Regions from separate parts of the Muntiacus reevesi genome. Here region 2 is linked to region 1. The links are chromatin contacts, called in public Hi-C maps. All regions are on one chromosome and are shown on one strand. Each heading gives the region's core, a stretch centred on a gene start, on an enhancer-like site or on the middle of the called end of the contact. The rest is flanking DNA. Distances are from core to core; before and after follow the strand shown. Region 1 holds the start of RNF11 (ring finger protein 11). Region 2 holds the start of CDKN2C (cyclin dependent kinase inhibitor 2C).

Region 1 (5,391 bases), core at 299-2,798:
AAAGAGGAAAAATAGCAAAATGGTTACATTTAATGTGTGATGAGTGTATTCAAATAAAATATGTGATTTTACAGAACAGGGACTTCAAAGTTACAGCACTTAGGACATGCCATTTTAACACAGTTCTGCTTCCAAGAAACCTTTCTGATCCTCATCCGATGCTCTAATTACTCCCTCCTCTGCCCTCTAGAAACCTGTTGTGGGGGTGGCAGAAGACCTCACTGTTTACATATCTTCCTAGCTGGGATTCTGGGGTCCATCAAGAATAAGCCAGGATCCTTAGTGCCTAATATAGGATCTGGTAGGAAAAAAAAAAAAAAATTAGTAAATGAAGAATGAAAAAAAGACAGTCAAGACCCTCTTTTCCCTTTACTGAATGAATGTTAGAACATCCTCATCTTTCTTATTTCCTCCCTTTACATACATTGCCTCTTGAGCTCTTTGTTATTTCAGTTAAGAAGAAAGCCTACTCTGCCTCCGGCAACGTGCCAGGCCTTGCACAGAGGAGGGGCAGACTATTCAGCTTGATCTGGCTGTGCCAGAGACTCACAGGGACTCAGGGACTGAGAGCACAGAAGAGGCAACTAACCCAGACTGGAGAGTTAGAGGACAGGCTTCCCAGTGGAATCAGAGTTGAGTCCAGGAAGGACAAGTGGGAATATAGTTTGATGGAAGGTGTAAGGTCAGGAGCGGGGAGAAGTGAGTTTATGTCAGAGAAACATTATGGGTAAAGGCCTCAGCTAGAGGGAATAGTCTTATAGATAACTGAAAACTAGACATCCTAGTTTTAGACATCCTAGAGTTTAGAATATGTGAGGAAGCAAGGCCACAAATGAGACTGGGGAGGTAGCCAGATTTGTAAACCATTTAAGAAGTAATACTTCAGTCATAAAAGTATTGGGAAGTTTTTAATGAATGTTTTAAAACGCTTAAATTCCTCCTACAGGAATGACATGATCAGATTTACATTTTAAAAAGGTAACTGTACAAATAGTAAATTGAATGGGGACAATGGTGAACGCAGGGGAAATAGTTCAAAGTATTACAGCAGAGAAATGACGGTAGCTTGTACTATGGTGGTGAGAATAGAAATAAATAGAATAATAGGTAGAAGAATTCTTACGACTGTGATGTAGGAGGATTGGGAAGTGATTGGGGAGGTGGTGAGTCTGGACTTTTCTTCTGAAGGGATAGACCCTTTAATATTTTAATCATGGGAGTGATCCATTCAGATATGGGTTTAAAAATAGATTACTTGGCAGATGGTGAGAAGACTGTCAAAACAACGCACAGGTAAGAGCTGAGACAAGCGAAGAGGGAGCAGTTGGCGTGGGGAGGAACCGAAGACCCGAAAGAGGTATCGGAATCGCGTCCCAGGCAGTCAGAGAAGCAGAAACTGACGCAGCCCCAGAAACAGCTGCGGGGAACGGGGGAGGGGCGGAGGGTGGCAAAGGAGCCGGGAGCGCAGCCGGAGCTACCCACGCCTCCCAGCGCCGGGGGCGGGACCAGGGCACGCACGGCGGCGTGACGCAGGCCCGCAGCTGGCCTCGTTCTGGCCGCCGCCGCCGCTGCGAAGCGGAGTAGGATGAGGCCCGCGGCTGCGGCTCCGGCGTCGGCGGGGCCAGCAGCAGCAGCTGAGGCAGCAGCTGAGGGAGCCGCGACGGCCGCGCCCCCCCCTCCTGACCTGGATTAGGCCCAGCAGCTCCGTGGCCGCCGCCGCCCCGCGGGGGGGCGGGGTGGGGAAGTGCCTCGTCTCCCCGCCCCCCCCCCCCCTGCCGCCGCCTCAGAGGAGGCAACCGCCGCGACCCCGGGAAACCCGCGGCCCAGCCTTAAGCCCCCAGCCCCAGGGACTGGCATGAGCTGCCCTTCGGCGGCGCCGGGGGCCGGGGGAGCCGCTGCCGCCTGAACCCCGGCCTGCCGCCCGACCCCACCTCGCTGACCGAGGCTGACCGCGGAGCGTGCGAACGACCCCGCCACTGCTTTTTTCCTCCCCCAGATCACACACCCCAGCCCCGGAAGATGGGGAACTGCCTCAAGTCCCCCACTTCGGATGACATCTCCCTGCTTCACGAGTCTCAGTCCGACCGGGCCAGCTTTGGCGAGGGGACGGAGCCGGATCAGGAGCCGCCGCCGCCATATCAGGTAGGGGAGGGTGTGTGTTGGGGAAGGGGGGTGCGAGGACTAGAGGCGGCTCTGGCGGAGATTGTGGGGGCTTCGGGGCTGTCTGTCACTGTCCCTGGCCTCGGCAACACCTGGCCTGGGAGGCACTGACCCCCCTTAGGGCTGGGTTTAAGTGTGATTGCTCCCATCGTCAGTTTAGGGGGAATCCTTCACCTCCTTTCGAGCAGTGTGGGGATGGTACTTCTGTCCTTGGAGTTCTGGGATTCGAATGTGTTTATATCCCCTTGACCAGTGACTGGTGGCTAGATTGTGGAGTTCGGAAGTGATGTTTTCTTGCCTTTATATTTGAATTGTGAGATTCGAAGATGATTTCCTCATCACCGGCTGGATTATGGGTTCCGGATAAGTGGTTAACCTCCCCCCGCCCCCACCCCCCCACCCCCCCCACCCTCCGCCACACATACACCCCATTTATACTTTCAAGTGTGATCCTCCTCTCCTCCCTCTCGTCTGTCTGTATTCATTGAATTTAGTAGGCGTTCATTTCTTCCTGTGCTTGGGAGATTTTCAAGTAGTGATTTTGGTTCCAACAACATGGAGTTGCTTCTTTATATATATATGTGTGCGTGTTTATATTAATTGTAGGACACAGCTTAGCGACTGAACAGCAACAACAGTATTAATTCTGAACCCCTCCTCTTTTTGCTCCACCCCTGTGACACACCTTTTAAACGCGCTGATTTAAGAGAGCTTGATTATCTTGAACTTTGGAAACCTTTAAACCTTACTTGAGAAATACCTTCTGTTACTCACGGTTCTCCCTGTGTATCAAAGACTTGTCTTCTAAGTAGCTTCACTGCTTTTTGTACAGCAATCAGCAGCTCCAGATGTCTTTACATAATTTGTAAAGAGCTGAAGACCTCTTTAGAAAACTCAAAATAGATATGTAGATGTTATAATCCATAATATATATATAAACCTTTCCTCTACTTTTTCAAGATGTTGATTAAAAACTTCACCAGAAGGACTTGGATAGTTAAGTGGCTTAATTTTTTTTTCCTGATTGGGGTTTAATTTTCTAACTGGGCAGTCTTCTTTGTTGTTTCATGTGGTGACATCATTAGTGTTATTCTTTTCTCATTCCTATGTAAATCAGTGTCTCACCACACCAGAAAAACCTGATTACAAATGCTGGTTTTCTGAGTAAAACCCATCAGGGGCCTTTGATATATGCCGGTAAAGTCCTGTCTTTTCATGTGGCATACGGAAGACTCCGTGATTTATCCCTCATATTCATATTCCAGGCCTGTCAAACACAACAGCTTGTTCACACCTCTCTTCTTAGCTCCAGTTGCTTTCTCTGGAACCCTTCCCCCAAGGTCAGCAGGTGAGCTTGTAATCCTCTTTGAGGACTCAGCTGAGCTGTATCTGAAGTTCCTAAATTCCCCTCCCTCTCTCCCTGAATCCATCACTCCCTGCTTTGTGTCCCCCATGAAGGAAGTGTCCGCACTTTCAAAAGCAACACATATAACACTTCTACGTTGTCCTTGTTAAGTTAGATGTGTGTCTCATTCTTGAGGCATTTCCCTCCTTCTCCAGTATATGCAGGTAGGAACTCTGTTTCCTGTTTGTTGTATCCACAACATCTGGCTTCATAGTAGTTGCTCAGTAACTGGAAGAAGGGAAAACTCTTAAGCCCTTGAGAACAGGGACTACCCCCAGTGCTTAGTGCAGTTTCTGGCACATAAACACTTAAATGTTGAGTTAATTAATGAATTTGAATTGAGTATTGCTATGTAAGTTTACACACCCATTTCTTCCAAAAAATTGTCACAGGAGAAGTCTCTAAAAATCCAAGCCAAATCTAAGTGCTTTCCTGAGTCTTTGAAGCAAGTAAATTGTTTCACTCTTACTTTCCTTCAAATTTCACTCTTGATTTCCTTCATAAATGTTATAGGACAGTATGCTTATTTCCATTTCATGAAAAAAATTTTAGAGGTATGAGTTTTTATTTCAAAATCTCCTATATTCCTTAGTCCTCTTCTAAGCAGTTAAAATACCTTCAACTTACTACTCTTTCTCTTATATACATGTATATCTTATACATTGTTAAGAATAACTTCTTTAGAATTTATAGAGATTGTATTCAATATTTGCCTTTTCCAGGAGGATAAGATAATAGAGTTTTTTTGGTATCATGTAGGAATGTTTTTTTGGACATGTTATTTGTGACAGTGAGAGTTTTTCATGGTTGCCCTTTCCTGAAATGAAAACCCAGATACTGCTAGGCAACTTTGGTATTAATTTGAAGAAAGTAATTTCTTTAAAGATAGAAGTATAAAAAGAGAAGCTTTTGTAGAAATTTGTCTTACCTGAAGGAACTGAAATGTTTTAGGAATGTGAAATGTGTTAGGAATGTAAAATTCAGATCGTCTGAGAAACACCAATCCAAGATAAATAAATAATTTATACTTTTAATGAACTGAAGTAACTTATTTTTTCTTCAAAAATAGTATATAATTGACAGCTATAGAAATACTGACTTATTTCTTTAAAGAATAATTTCAGCTACAAAAGGATATTTTAAAAATTCAGAGAATAACTGATTGTAAAGGAACACATTTGGTATTCTGCAGTGAGTAGTTAAAAGATGTGTGTACATGTATATGCCAAGAGCTCTATAATAAACTTCAATAAGATCCAGTTATTTCCCATTAGCAGGATCTGAGATTTGTTTTATCTATTTATGCTTGAAAGTAAGCATAAACAAATTGTGGTCAAGTTTATGGAAAATACGTATTTGTCTTCTGGGTTTCTTTTGTAGCCTCCTCACTGGTCTCCCTGCTTTCACCCTTGCTTTCCCTTTAATCCATGTTTAATCTGTCATCCAGATTGTTTCTGGTGAAACAGATCATGACACTCTACCAAACTTTCTGTGAATCCTCATTTCATTCAAAGTAAAATCCAGATTCCTTAGTGTCCCGTAAACCCTACATGATCTACACTCTCTGCCCGCAAACATAGTTCTCTTTATACCTACTACTGCTCTGCCCTTGGCTGGCTTCTCTTTAACCTCTCTGGCCTCTTTGTTCTAGGATACACCAGAACCTTTGCCCTGGTTGATTCTGTGCCTTTAGTACTTTCCCCCCAAGTGTCAGCATGGCTGACTCCCTTCCTTCAAGTTTTTACTCAAATTGTGACACTTTCTTAAATCCTCTCTGACCACCCTGTTTATTTTATTTTTTCATTTATTTTTATTAGTTGGAGGCT
Region 2 (5,352 bases), core at 1,495-3,994, 250 kb before region 1:
ATCAAAACTAAGAAATTAACATTGGCATAATACTGTTATGTTTCAGAGACTCTATTTAGATTTTTACATTAATGTACTTTTTCTGTTCCAGGGTCCAAACCAGAATTCCACACTACATTTAGTGGTTCTGTTTCCTTGGCTTCTTCCAATTGTTGACAATTACTCAGTCTTGACTTTTGAAGAATAGTGGTCAGGAACTTTATAGAATGTCCCTCAGTTTGGGTTTGTCTTATAATGTCTTCTCAGAATTATGCTGAGTTTATGGATTCAGGGGAGACCATAAACACGATATGTCCTCATCACATCATATCAGGGACACATGATATCAACATGACTTATTATAGTCTTTCTATACTCCCTTTAAAATAAGTATGAGCTGCTGAAAAGAAAAAGATTTCCATGACTATTTGTATTTTATACCCAACTAAAAGGCTCTATTTCAGTGTTTGAGATATGTGCCATTATTGTGTTAAAAGACAAACTACTATTTTCAATATAGTAGATACTTAACTGTAAATCTTTCTTGTATACCATGTTAGAATATAAGCTTGCTGACCACAGAGATACTCACCTTTGAATCTATTTCAGTGAACTAGCAATCAACACGAGATTTTCACTGAGGGTCCTCTGTAGTCTTACTTATGCTTTATGAACTAAGATTGTAACTTCTGTACCTCTGTGCTGCCAGTTCTGGGTTATAAGATAAGCAAACAAAGCATATGCTTTAGGACACCAGCAAAGCCAAAGTGAAAAAAAAAAATTCCTTAAATTGTTTAATATTTCAGCAAAATCACTAAAGTAGTCAAGATGGGACAATTCAGAACCTTGTTGGACTTCTTCACATTTATTTTTTGGTCTTGTATTATTTTTATTTACACATTAGGTGAATTGGTGAGACATCAAAATCTTTTTAGTGCTTAAGATCTCCAAAAGTCTTAATCCAGCTCTGTAGGCATCTTAAATTACCCTGTTTTATTTCTTGTTATTTAGCAAAAAGAATTTTATTTCATGAAAATTATAACCCATGTATACCTACACTTTACATGAGTACAATTTAAGAATCTTCTTTATTACACTGTCTTCTCTTAGAAACCATAATAAATGCTAGACAGCAACTCTCATAAGTTGGACTAATGCCAGTTATCTTTTATCAGCCAACAATACTACTATATCATCACACCCTCCAGTTGTACTGAAGGATTACATACTAATTTCCCAGAATAATCAGAAGTAAATTACATTATTTATGGTATTTACTGGTTTATATGGAATCCTAAAAGTTCTATTTGAAATGTCTAAATACACGTAAGAAACAAGAGGAGTTAATTCCTTGTGTTGTAGTTCATGTTTGATTCACATTTCAAGTTTAGTTACCTAAGAAAATACCTCTGGTTATTTTTCTGTCAACAAGTCCGTTAAAGGAAACACCACCAGATTGTTGAAAGTTTGAACTCTCCCTCTACCTACCAGGCAATCTGTTGCTAATGACTCTCCAGATGTTGTTGGTGTGTTTCGTTGCTAATACTTACAGTGTATCTCAAGGAGCTCAGTATAGATGTTGCTTGAAAACATGCTTGCTAGAGGCCGGTAAAAATTAGACCACCTGTCACTTTTTGTTTGGTTTCATTTTGCCCACTAGGTGCATCATGCAACCGTGTTGGATATTTTTAAGAGCAAAAAGTATAGAAAGCAGTAATTAATCTTACACAGCTAAAAAAGGAAGTAAAAGTACAGAGACGTGGTGCCTCGGACGACTGAAATAAACATTAGGGAAGACACTGTTCTTTTACATTTAGACACCCCTCCCCCACCCCAAACAAGTCCCATGGAAAGTAGTCAGAGAGAACTTTGACAAAAACAAATGGCCTTGTTAGAAAACACTTCCCAAGACCTACTTAAAAAAAAATTTTTTTTTCCTTTAAAGTTAATTGCTTTTCTCCCTTTCCCCAAAGAAATGGAAATTTCCGTTTCAAGTCTCTGGAACATTAAGGCTTCAGAGTTCGTCGTGATTTCTTACCTACACCATGCCTTTAGTTTTCGTTACAATCAGTCTAGAAAAGACTTTTGCTTTTTCTGAGCACAGTTTTTTGCTGTCAGTCAGGTCTCTCCCTCCATCCCCGCGGCCACCTCGGCCCACCGCGGCCCTGGGCGTTGATCTGGCAGGTGCGAGGCCGAAGCGCTGGACTGAGAAAAGAAGGCCGAGTCTGCACAGAGCGCGCCGCGGAGGTGGCAGCGGCAGCAGTAGGCCTGGCCTCCCGAACTTCGAGAGCCTGGCCGGGGAGCGCTGAGGCGGGCGGCCTGCCCCGCCAAGGCCGGGGAAAGACTAGCTCCGCGCCAGCCTCCTCTCTGCCTTCCAACAGTCAGCGCCGCCGAGCCTCCGAGGCCCTGCGGCTCTCCGCACCCTTAATTAACAAGCCTCTTTCCCCCACCTCCACCCCCGCCGGCCTCAGGACAGCTCGGGGTTTCACGTCGCAGCCTCCATTCCGCCCGCCAGCCAAAGGAGGCCAAACCCGGCTTCGCCGGGCCGAAAGCCGCTCCAGCCCCGGCCTGGCCGCTGGGCTGGCGGGTGGGAGCCAGCGCAGGAGACAGCGAGGGAAGCCCAGAGCCGGCAGGCGGGAGAAAGGGCGCGGGGCGGGGGGCGGGGCGAAGCGGGCTGAGAGCTCGAGCGCCACCAGGGCGGAGGGCGGGGCGTGGGCGGCGCCCGGCCTTCCCGCTCCCGCGGTGCTGCAACTCCGCCGAGCCTCCTTAAAACTCTGCCGTTAAAATGGGGGCGGGTTTTTCAACTCAAAAAGCGCTCAATTTTTTTCTTTTCAAAAAAAGCTGATGAGGTCGGAAAAAAGGGAGAAGAAACCGGCACCGTCTCTGCAGCGGCAACAGAAGCAGCAATTGTTTGAGCGAAAAAAGAAGCGAGAGAGGGAAGGAAAAGACCAGAAAGGGGCACGACGCACAAGTGTCTGTAGGGGTGAAGGCAGCAGAGACCAGTGATTTGGGGGGGACAGCTACAAAAGAAACTGTCACTGGGAGCGCTGCGGCTCGGGAGGAAGCGGCGCTACCCGGCTAGGCTCCTGGGCACAGCTGGCTGGCGGCCGCTGCCCTATCGGCGGCACAGGCTGGGGGCACAGGCCAGGGGACTGCGAGAGGTTGGCGAAGTGGCACAGGGCGCCGAAGCCGTTGAGCTCTCGCCGAGGGCGGAACTGGCTGCGCCCTGGAATTGTGGCGACTCGCAATACTCGGGGCTTGGCCTGAGACTTCCTAGGACCCTCCCGACCTCTGGAGCCCTCAGAAAACCGGGAAAGGAAGGAAAAGAAGCGGCGGTCGCTCAATGAGCTTCTACATTAGGAAGTCTGAACTGGCTCGGTTGTAGGCGGGAAGTTACCGGTGGGCTGCCCCGTGCAGCCGCGATGCTGCAGCGCGCTGCCTCAGCAGCCGGGGCTCCATAGACACTTCCCGCATCTCTCTCCCCCTTCCTCACGCTGCTGGGCGTCCCAGGACCCGGTGGGGCCGGCATGACCGGCTTGCCGGGGGCCCGCCGCGCGCCCGGCCGTCTCCGGAGACGCGCGCCGAGCCTGGCTCCCACGGCCTCTCAGGCTCGGCAGGGCTGCGGTAGCCCGGCGGGCGGGCTCCGGAGCCCTCCCGCGCGGGGTTAGCCCGCAGCTCGGCCTGGACGCGGATTAAGACTCATCCGGACAATCGAAGTCCACGGAGGAGTCGTTACGACCTGTAACTTGGGGGCCACGGAACTGCTACTCTCGTCTGATTTTGGCGATCATCTTTAACCCCCGGAGCACATCAGCATCCAGCCACCGAGGCGCTCTCCCTGCAGCGGAGGACTCAAACTACCCCTTCGGCGAGACGGATGGAGACCGAGCCCCTCCGAGGACCTGCCCCTGCGGTACTGGCTCGCGCGGCTCAAGTCACTACTGTGAACGAGGGTGGGTTAATACCTTTTCTTCCCCTCAATGCCTCTTTTTCCACGGTATTTTCTGCCCTAACCTAGTCCCTTAAATCTCCGCATACATTCCTCCCGGAGATCTGTAGTGTAGGTACGTGCCTGCTCTGCCTACATTTTACGTCCAGAGTAATTTACCAGGAATATATGTGTGTCTGTCTATCTCTCAGTTTAATCACCAGAATTCTTCATAGGGGTTAAGCTAAAAAGCGAGGAGCGGAGCCCCTCTCCAATGGCTCAGTTTTGCTGAATAATCACGTGTGAATCGAGGGGCGGGCTTTTGGCAGGCAGATCTTACTAGTATTTACTACCAAGCTCTACTCCAGATTAACCATCCCAGTCCTTCTGTCAGTCTCCGATGCCATCATGCAGCCTGGTTAGGAGCGAAGGAAAGGGGAAAAAGAAAAACAACTAATTCATCTTTTCCCGATCGTCAGGACCCTAAAGAATGGCCGAGCCTTGGGGGAACGAGTTGGCGTCCGCGGCTGCCAGGGGGGACCTAGAGCAACTCACTAGTTTGTTGCAAAATAATGTAAACGTCAATGCACAAAATGGATTTGGAAGGACTGCGCTGCAGGTTGGTATCCAGAGAGGTGGGGGAAACAGGTCAACAACGTTGCCTACGTGACCCGGGTTTCTAGAATAATAGCTTTCAAGCTTTCAGGGGTACTAAATTTCACTGTTTTTAAAACTAGTTGGTTGCCATATTTTATATCTTTAAGTGGATCCAACTCCCCAAAATGACGTACTTTGAACAAACTCGTCAAATCCAGTAACATCCTCTATATCAAGTGGGTTCCAGGTTTGGTCTTAATTTTTGGAATGTTTTTGTGACTGTGGGGATTGTGTACCAGTCGTAGCAGCGCCGAGTTTTTTGGTTTTTTTTTTTTTTTAGACAGTTCTGTAAACACGTTATTATGATTATTATTTGAAGTAAATACACTGCTATTAGTGGTTTCCGTACTTTGCTCCAATAATTGACTTTAACGTTAATTTTCTTGACTACTGGCGAGGGTATTTTTCCTTCAAATGCTTCAGGGTTTGACAAACGACCTTTCCTCGTTTGGAATGGGTGGCCTGGGCACGGGCACAGGATGTACATTTCACAGTTAATATAATACCGTCCACCCATTCGGGATTGAGGAGGAATAAAAAGTTGAATTTTCTAATCAGAGCTCAGTTTATAGTGTTTTTGTCTCTGCGGTCTTACCGTGGTATGTTCTAATTTTTAGTAATTAGATTTACAGGCAACAAATGAAACATGTCCAGCTGCCAAGTATTGTACCTGATAACTTTTTTCTTCCTCTGAACATTATCATGTAACTTGGTTGAAAGGCTTAGAAACAGAAAAATGGCAAAGTAGTCTGAAACAGTTGCTTTATCTGAGTTCTGATGATATTCTT

The links. A called contact is a pair of places that touch in the nucleus more often than the background predicts.
Region 2: a Hi-C map of blood shows a contact between it and region 1, with 2.2 times the contacts expected there. The contact joins the promoter of CDKN2C here to the promoter of RNF11 in region 1. A contact is called at or near these places in 2 of 3 Hi-C or Micro-C datasets (blood and muscle).

The regions. Positions count from the first base shown.
Region 1 is chr1:153,851,355-153,856,745 of mMunRee1.1, reverse strand. It overlaps RNF11 (ring finger protein 11), which reads left to right and starts at 1,548. Exons shown (of 3, transcript XM_065913423.1): 1 at 1,548-2,142. The coding sequence starts at 2,020.
Region 2 is chr1:154,102,119-154,107,470 of mMunRee1.1, reverse strand. CDKN2C (cyclin dependent kinase inhibitor 2C) reads left to right here and starts at 2,744. Exons shown (of 3, transcript XM_065913424.1): 1 at 2,744-3,932; 2 at 4,387-4,526. The coding sequence starts at 4,398.